Linked DNA regions of Sus scrofa: region 1 is linked to region 2. A link is a contact called in public HiChIP or PLAC-seq data. All regions are on one chromosome and are shown on one strand. The core of a region is the stretch at or near the end of the contact, and the rest is flanking DNA. Distances in the headings are between cores, read along the strand shown.

Evidence for each region. HiChIP or PLAC-seq counts read pairs in DNA pulled down with a chosen protein or histone mark.
Region 1: a contact with region 2 is called in an H3K27ac HiChIP or PLAC-seq map of alveolar macrophages. The contact joins two enhancer-like sites. A contact is called at or near these places in 2 of 2 datasets of contacts at active chromatin or transcription factors (alveolar macrophages and skeletal muscle).

Annotation. Positions count from the first base shown.
Region 1 is chr3:93,525,039-93,529,515 of Sscrofa11.1, reverse strand. The region is part of intron 8 of TTC7A (tetratricopeptide repeat protein 7A); the gene reads left to right. Among named protein-coding and RNA genes, the nearest start is that of TTC7A, 65 kb to the left of the region's middle. Within about 2 kb of position 2,120, at least 24 of the 83 cell types and tissues checked have an H3K27ac peak or open chromatin away from gene starts, as enhancers often do. A contact at or near this core is called in alveolar macrophages, where this site is marked.
Region 2 is chr3:93,345,794-93,350,690 of Sscrofa11.1, reverse strand. The region is part of intron 2 of LOC110260018; the gene reads right to left. Among named protein-coding and RNA genes, the nearest start is that of CALM2, 24 kb to the left of the region's middle. Within about 2 kb of position 2,135, at least 5 of the 83 cell types and tissues checked have an H3K27ac peak or open chromatin away from gene starts, as enhancers often do. A contact at or near this core is called in alveolar macrophages, where this site is marked.

The DNA.
Region 1 (4,477 bases), core at 871-3,370, 180 kb before region 2:
GGTTCAGGTCTGGTTGGGAGGAAAATTGGTTTGAGGATGCCATTTGATTTAAAAAAAAAAAAAAAAAAAAAAAAAGCTTCCTGGGCTTGATTCCATTTGGGACTTGGCGGATGAGCACAGGTTGTTCTAGCTTCTGGCACCCGGTTTGCTCTAACATGAGGCCCTGCTGTGCTGCAAAGGAAAAGGGTCAGTTAGCGCTGCCAGCTCAGGTCACTGGGGACAGTAGAGGTGGGAGAGCCTTGTGCCCTCACTGGTGGGATGATTTCTGCTTCAGGAGCCCAAGGCACAGGGGAGCAGGGCCTGGCATGGGGCTGGCCAGGGACCCTGGGAGGGTGGGACACATCACAGCATGTTATTTCTTGGCTCTGTAGACTGGCAGCTGGAGATCTGGTGATAATTATGTCTGCTGGTGGGGGACAAGTGACAGCACGGGCAGGCTCTGACAGCATCCTCCAGGGAGGGGCAAGCCCCATGCCAGATGCCGCCAGGAGGCTTCTTCCTGGGGTGATGGTTGTTGGGGGGTGAGTGGCAGACCCTGAGGCTGGTTCTTGACCAGATCAGAGGCAGTCTCCAAGGACAGGGCTGAGCAGAGCCCTGGACACATGTCCAAGGGGCTTGTTCTCCGCAGAGAAGCAGCATCTGGTGCCTGAATGAGAAAGCCCAGCCTTATGTTTTGCTTTGGTGCTTCCCTAGGCAGAGCCATCCCAGGCCTCTGGTGGCATGAACGGAGGCACTTAGAGGCAAGGGAAGAGCCAGAGTGAAGTCAGAATGTCTGTGTTCTAGTCAGGGTCCTGAACCCCCTGTTTGTATGCCTCAGGGAGCCTCCCTGGTCTGTCTGGGCCTCGGTTTTCTCATCTATAAAATCGGACAATAGAACAGGAGCTGGTCGTTGTATTATGAGATACCACTTAGAAAGTGCTCCGCAAGTTGGTTCCCTCCTCCTACCCTGTTTGTTTGCAGGATCAGAGAGGAGAGACGAGGCTGGGCAAAGTGAAGGTCAGTGCCGTCCAGGGCCCTGCAGCCAGCGTTGTCAGAAATGGGGCTGGCAGAGGAGGCCCAGGAGGCTGCAGGTACTCAGGGCAGCGGAAGCTGCCCTGGACTGGCCGCCGGAGGGTTCAGTCTTAATTCCTGGGGACCTTGCACAAGTGTGTTCATCCCCTGGGGCTCGGTTTCCCCATCTGCAAAAGGGGCATCCGTGATTTCATCCCGCCCCTCTGTGGGGTTACTGTGAGGCCAGACGAGATGCCGGCCGTGGTAACTCAGCTCCTAAAACGCATGGCACACGCATAAGGAATGGCTATTTGAGCCAGAACCACCCTGCCTGAGGAGTTTCACATGGGCTGGCCGGCTTTAGGGAATGGAGGTGTTCCTTGTGGGTGTTTTCTCGAGGCCCCATGTTTGCTTCATGGATGGAGAGGCCCAAAGACAATGGGTCATGCTGAATCGTGGGGGGATGAGGTGGAGCATGTTTGGCTTTTCTTTGGCTTTTCCTTTCCTGGCTGGCCAGAGGCCTGGGGCAAATGTCCCTCAGTATGGGGAGGCTGCCCCTGGGAGGACAGCAGAGAGCCCAAGACTAGGGACAGGGACAGCTGCTGAGCCCTGCTTGGGATTAAGTGCACCCCCAGTGGTAGGAGTGGGGGGTTTTGCAGGGGAAAGTGTAGGACGACAACCTGCCCTCCTTCCAAGGCGAGTCAGGAGTCTGGTGTTAAGAACATGTAGTGTCTGTGTAATTTATGTCTGTCACTGCACTTGATCTGGAAGATTTCCTTGTGAAGACACTGCAGTGGTGGAAGAGAAAGAGTGTGGCTGAGACTGGTTCAAGGCAGGCTGCTGATGGGGCTAGAGGTATTAAGCAGCCTAAGCGGGGTGAGCCCAGCAGAGGAGGGAGGGGCACAGCCAGGGCGCCCTGGGCAGGGGCTTGAAGCCCCCAGAGAGACTGAAGGCTGCTCTGGCTCCTGAGCTGCACATGAATTCCTACCGCGTGGACGGCCCCCTTGCTTTTTTCTGCCCCTTCTCCCCCTCCACCCCGTTGCCATGGCTACATACACACCCGCTGCCCAGCTGCCCTGCAAACGCTGAAGTGGTTCACCGCAGCCCTGCCCCAAAACCATGGCAACCTCTCAGCAAACTTCTGCTTTTGGTTGTCCTTTGGGGACCCGCGCTTTCCTCTTGGCACAAGTGCCAAGTCCCAAGGACCCTTGAGAAGGTGCCTTCCCCACTGTCTGCCTGTTGGGGGAGGGGCTGTCCCCAGGCGGAGGAGATGCTCCTGGGATCCCCACTTCTGTGACCCAGTGCTTGCCCAGCCCCGTGCTGGAAATCCACGCCTCCCTCCCACCAGGCACGCATATTCAGAGACACTGTTCTGGGTCAAGGTCAAGGTCTAGGGCAACAGGAGGAAGTTGCCACACCAGGCCCAGAAATCTTTCTCTCTCTCGAATGTCACTTGTAAGTGCCCTGTGTGGGCCTCTGCTGGGGCTGGGAGGCGAGAGTTGAGTGAGATGCATCCTTGCCCTGAGGACTGATGCCAGTGGGGTCCAGGGTTCAGGGTGGGGGGAGGATGAGGGGGGCGCCCAGCCTCCCCTGACAAGATGAGTCAGGGTCAGTGGCAGAAGGAAGGGGTCCCCGAGTTGAGTTGAAGGAGCCAGAAGGCATCCACGTTGACAAAGGGAACAAAGACAGGCCTTGGTGAGGAGCGGGAGCCACAGGAAAGGACTTGGTACCTGCTGGAGAGAAGCTGGCCCGGTGGGCAGGGCCTGGAGCTCAGACTGCCCTGGTGGGGGTGGTGGGGGCTGCTGCACTTGGAGGACAGACCAACCAGAGCTCACTGCCCACCATCCCCTGCATGAGACTAGGCTGCATGGCTGGGTCCCCAGTCCTGGAGGTGCCTGGCAGGGGGCCTACCCCTGTGGGCTGCCTGCCCTGCCCCCTTTCCCCCCAGCCCAGAGGTCTAGGTCAGATTCCGTTCATACGTGTCCTAGGTACTGCTGCTGCTGCCAGTTCCATAGCTCCTCTCTGAGGGCAGGGACAGTCTCCCATCCTCCCCCCGCCACTGCCTGGTGGGACCAGAGCTGGGAAGAAGTTGCCGGAGGTGGAGGAGCAGGGAGGTACATGGCCTGGCACAGAGCGAGTTTTGTGTTCTTCGGTGAGATAGCTCCTGCCAAGGCTCTCCTTAGAATTTCTTCTCTCTTCCTGTTGGTGCCCGTGTGGGTGGATTTCATCAGGAAGGAGGGGGATTTCTCTGGCACTTTCCCTCTCTGTACCTCTCCATTAACCCTTTGGAGCCTGACCAGCTCCTACTTACCAGGCTGGCACCAGTGCCCTTCTGGGCATCACCTGGCATCCCCGGCACCATTTCCTGGGGCAGGTCCCAGGTCCATTGGGGCGATGGGCAGCCCTTGCCTATTGTGTCTGGCAGGGCAGCCACCAGGAACCCCAACCACTGGGCTGAAATGACCCAGAGGGTGAGTCACATCCTTGGGTCTTATAGGCATTTTGGCTTCTAGAAGCCTCTCTGGGAGTGTACTTCAGGCCTGCAGGACAGGACCTACAGTCCAAAGGCCTCTGAAGCCATCACCCTCGGGAGCCTTGGCCCCTGACCTGGAGAAGGGGATAGTGCTCTTGTCCAGAGGGCGGTTGGAAGGACCACCTGTGGACGTGTTTGAATCTGACCAGCGGGCTCTGGGTTTTAAGTGTCAGCAGTTCCTTTTTATTCCTTCAAGAGGGCCGAGTCCTTGGATCTGAGGTCTTTAATGGGGAAGTAAAGGAAGCCGAATCCCAACTCAATGGAAGGGGTTCAGCCCCTTCTGCAGAGGGAAGGGGATGCTGGGAAGAGACCCTTTTGGCAGAGGGGAGAAGAGGCAGGAGAGGGAAGATGCTGGGAGCAGCCAGAGGGTGGGTCTGGCTAGAACCCCGCTTTGCCTCTGCTGAGGCATGGCCCTCAGAGTGGGGGGAGGGGGAGTGTGTGTGTGTGGGGTGTGTGTGTGGGTGCGCATGTGTGTGCGCACGCGCATGCACAGGTGCAGGAGACATGGACTCAGAGCATCCCTGGCCTGACCCCCGCCTTTGGGGAGCCCCGTGACTCCTGTTTAGCTACCCCTGAGCCTGAGTGCTGTCCCCAGGGTGTGAGTGTACAGGAGGGGGTGGGACCACAGCCCACAGAACAGGACCCCAGTTTCTGATGGCAAGATTTCTGGCTTGGTCATACCAAACTCCCCGCTTCAGATGGTATAGAATCACCCACTCCTAAAGCATGTTTTCCCCTTGCCGCTCCCCTCCCTGAGCAGCCCCCTGGTGACTCGGAGCTACAGGCCTCCTGAGTGCGGATGCCAAGCGTGGAGACCTCAGGTTGCGGGGAGACTCCTGGAGAGGGTCAGAGGAGAGTTCCGTAGTTGGAAGGAGTCAGGGGTGAGGTCTGGGCTGGACACAGGGCTGATGAGAAGGAAGTGTGGGGGATCCTTATCAGAGGGGCTTGGGGGAC
Region 2 (4,897 bases), core at 886-3,385:
AGACCTGGAATAAGCAATGACAGGGCACAGGAGTGGCTGAAGAGACCATCTGCCTGAACCCCCTGGGAGGCCAAAGCTGCTCCCCTTCCATCATCTCCTAACATCCAGAACCCTGAATATTAAAATGAATCTGAATGAATAAATCTGAATGAATAAAACGCTGTTGCCAATCAACACATTGACAATTTTTTTTTTTTTTTTTTTGGTCTTTTTGCCTTTTTCTAGGCTGTGCCCACGGCATATGGAGTTTCCCAGGCTAGGGGTCAAATTGGAGCTGCTGCTGCTGGCCACAGCCACAGCCACAGCAACACTGGAGCTGAGCTGCGTCTGCGACCTACACCAAAGTTCACAGCAACACCGGATCCTTAACCCACTGAGTGAGGCCAGGGATCAAACCTGCAACCTCATGGTTCCTAGTCAGATTCATTAACCACTGAGCCATGACGAGAACTCGAATAATTTTTTTTTTTTTTTTTTTTTTTTGTCTTTTGTCTTTTTAGGGCCGCACCCACAGCATATGGAGGTTCCCAGGCTAGGGGTCTAATCGGAGCTGTAGCCACCAGCCTACGCCAGAGCCACAGCAACACCAGATCTGAGCTGCGTGTGCGACCTACACCACAGCTCATGGCAACGCCGGATCCTCAACCCGTTGAGCAAGGCCAGGGATTGAACCGGCAACCTCATGGTTCCTAGTCAGCTTCATTTCCGCTGTGCCACGTCAGGAACTCCCTCGATAATTATTTTTCAAGTGACTGCTATATGCATCAATCCTTCATATTTACAACCCCAACAATCATACTGGCCTTATTTTTTTGTGGGGTTTTTTGGTCATGCCCACAGTCTGTGGAAGTTCCTGAGTCAGGGATTGAACCTGTACCACAGCATCCACCTGAGCCACTGCAGTGACAATACCAGATCCTTCACGCACTGAGCCGCCAAGGAACTCCTGGTCTTAGTTTTTAAAATCAGAGAAAGGTGTGCCACTGGGATTTAAGGACAGCATTTCTATAAAAGGAGATCATCCCAAAACCCTAGAGATTAAGAACAGTAGTCAGGATAGGTTCGAGTTCTGATCCTACCATTTACTAGCTGTGTAGGCTTTAAATTCCCTAAGTTCCTACGTCCTCATATGTAAAAAGGAGATAATAAATATTACCTACTTTGTAGGGTGGGACAAGAAGTAATTGAAATAAATTATGGGAAGAGCATAGCAAAGTGTCTGGCACGTAGTAAATGCTCAATAGATTCAGTTATTATTAATAGTGATGCTGCATTAATAATACATAAGTGAAATGTCCCATGTTTACCCTCATCTAGAGAAACCACAGTGGCCTTGGGCATCATATACTTTCTCAACTTCTCCTGGGTTCCTGAAGCAGAGGTAAAGCGGGAGAAAATGCCTTTATGTTTCAGTCACTAAAAGTAATAGTAAATTTCCTTGAAATACCTAAAACTATAGTTTAATATAACAATAGCTGTCTTCAAAGAGACAAAGCATATAAGAATTTATTTATTTATTTATTTTGTCTTTTTTGTCTTTTTAGGGCCGCCCGCATCGCATATGGAGGTTCCCAGGCTAGGGGTCTAATTGGAGCTGTAGCTGCCAGCCTACACCACAGTCACAGCAAAGCCAGATCTGAGCCACATCTGCGACCTACACCATAGCTCAAGGCAATGCTGGATCCTTAACCCACTGAGCAAGGCCAGGGACTGAACCTGCAAGCTCAAGGTTTCTAGTCAGATTCGTTTCCACTGTGCCACGACGGGAACTCCAGCATAAAAGAATTTAAACAACTGAAAAAATTAAGAAGTATTTTAACTTAAAAGAGAAAGAATGATTTTGGCCCTTTGTTGATGACATGGGTGAGTTTGAACGCTTACCCTTGGCTGGCATGGACACTCTGGCTCTAGCCAATGAGAGAGGTAATGAACCACGTAGAAAGATGAGAATAAGGACTGTTCTGCGCTGAGGCCCCATGTGGCCTAAAACAGCCCAGGACTCAGCAATGCTTCAGCTGAAAGCATCTATTCTTCTGTCATCCCCACTCCCCGGAAATCAGATGGTGTTATCAACCCGCGGGGCCAAGGCAGATGAAAGACAGTGACTCATGCTAAGTGGAGACAAGGCCCTGATGAAACAGCAGTCTTAGTCTTTACTTGAACATTCAGATCTATGTTGAGATGATGTCCATAGACTCCCTTGGGTCAAAGGGTGGCCCAAAAGGCCCCAGAGAATTTGTATTCAGGTTCGTATCTGCCCTAGCTCCTAATAAAAGTCCATATGGTATGGACTCTAACCACCAGAGGGTCCCTAATCGAATGTGCTTATATTACAGAAGCGAAAGCAGATTTAATCTGCCCCCAGTCAGGCAGAAATAGACAGACGCAGAAGTGTGGAATTGCTTTACCAAGTCTGGCTCCAAATTGTGAAACATCCCAGCCTGAGGCGTAGCCCAAGCAACCCTTGGAGCAAGCTTGCCAAGCTGGCTGGCGAGATCCAGAAGATGGAGGTGACACAAGTAGACAGGCAAATTTTGTCTACCCAGACATGAAGACAGCAGGTAGAGAGACGCAGCCAGCCACTCAGGTACAGTGAGAAGCCATTTGAATTGGAAAAAATAAAAAAAAGGTATCATGCAAATCGTAACTAAATTATTAGAGGGAAGACACAGCAGAACAGGAAATGTGTATGCAGATTAATGGAGTCCCTGCACTTATCAGAAAGTGTTTCTTTCTTTTTTTTTTTTTTTGCTTTTTAGGGCTGTACCCGCAGCACGTGGAGGTTCCCAGGCTAGGGGTCTAGTCAGAGCTACAGCTGCCGGCCTACACTACAGCCATGGCCACACCAGGTCCGAGCCTTGCCTGTGACCTACACACTCACGGGAGTGCTGGATCCACTGAGCGAGGCCAGGGATCAAACCCACAACCTCAAGGTTCCTAGTTGGATTCGTCCCCACTCCACCATGATAGGAACTCCTCTTTCTTTCTTTCTTTCTTTTTTTTTTTTTAATGATTTTTATTTTTTCCATTGTAGTAGAAAGGGTTTCAACAAACCTGATAAAGACCAAGGCAATCACAGTAGGAGAAGAGATAGATTTAGGATTAATCTCCTGCTGTTTCCTACAGCGATTTATAAGGGAAATGCTTCTGATGAGAGCCTAGCTGGGAATTAGCTCCCAGATGATTAGAACTAGATTTTTTTTTTTTTTTTTTTTTTTTGGTAAAGAAAAAGAAAAGTGGGGTTCCTATCATGGCTCAGTGGAAATGAATCTGACTAGTATCCATGAGGGCGCAGGTTCAATCCCTGGCCTCGCTCAGCGGGTTAAGGATCTGGCATTGCCATGAGCTGTGGTGTAGGTCACAGATGTGACTCGGAGCCCGAATTGCTGTGGCTGTGGTATAGGCCAGTGGCTATAGCTCTGATTAGACCCCTTGCCTGGGAACATCCATATGCTGTGGGTGTGGCCCTAAAAACCAAAAAAAAAAAAAAAAAAAGAGAGAGAGAGAGAAGAAGAAGAAAAGTGATTCCCAAACCTGGCCATGAATCAGAATCATTTAGGAATCTTTATAAATTTCCAAAGCCCAGAGCATCCCGCAGCTCCGTGATGTCGCTAATGCCTGGTACACAGGCATTAGTATTTGCTGAAGCTCCCCTTGAATCTAAGGTGCAGACAAGTTTGTGAACCACTGTCTAATGAACTGAATCAGTGCACTGGGGCAATGTGTTAGGAAACGGCATGTGAGGTTAAAGGAAAATAAATACAGTCATTAAGAAATGGCAAGAAATTAGCCTGCCTTAAAACAGCACAGGATGTATGTCTCTCACTTCCTTTACCTGTAATTTTAAAAACTGTGTGTCAGTGTCCAAGAGAAATAGATGTAGAGACAGAGCCACATGAAAAAAAGAAAGAAAAGGGGTTCAAGATGGGGACGTCAGAGAAGCCTGAACTCACCTCCTCCCATGAACATACTGAACGTACAGATACATATGGAACAACTTCCTCTGAAAAAAGCCTCAGAACTGGCTGAGTGACTCCTACGCATCTGGCAAGCGAGAAGAGGCCCACATCGGAGCTGGTGTCACTGCAGCAGGAAAATGCCTAGGGTGTTTCACCTCTAAAGATGAGCAAGATTTTCCCTGGTTACGACAACACTGTGGACCAAGAAAGGGAGCTGTGTGGATCAGACACAAGCACAATCTTGCCTAGATGTAATCTCTCCAAGTTCAACATTGTCCAGCTCTTCGAAATGGGAAACGAACCTGTTTGCCCCATTTGATGTCGTGTCATCATGTGCCTCTTAGCACAAACTCGGGAGCTGGCTGACAGATGTGATTTTGGGTGAGGAACATTCCAGACACCACAGACATTCTCTTCATCCCCAGGCCGCCAAGAATAAGAATCAACCTAATATATAATCATCCCTGCAGAAAGAACAGGGCAAGATTTTTGAATTGATAAGTTCTATATATATATTTTATATATATATATATTTGTCTTTTTGCCATTTCTTGGGCCACTCCCGCAGCATATGGAGATTCCCAGGCTAGGGGTCGAATCGGAGCTGTAGCCACCAGCCTACACCACACCCACAACAACTCGGGATCTGAGCTGCATCTGCAACCCACACCACAGCTCACGGCAATGCCAGATCCTTAACCCACTGAGCAAGGCCAGGGATCCAACCCGCAACCTCATGGTTCCTAGTTGGATTCATTAACAGGAAATCTGCCACGGAACTTACCGGATTTGCGCCACGATGGGAAATCCGATAAGGTCTATCTTTTCCCGAGGTTCAAGCCCATGATTTTGGAGCTTCCAGGAAATGTGTTTTCTACTATGTATGGAGGGCATGGCTGTCAATCAAGTCCAAGACACACACAGAGAGAACATCTTTA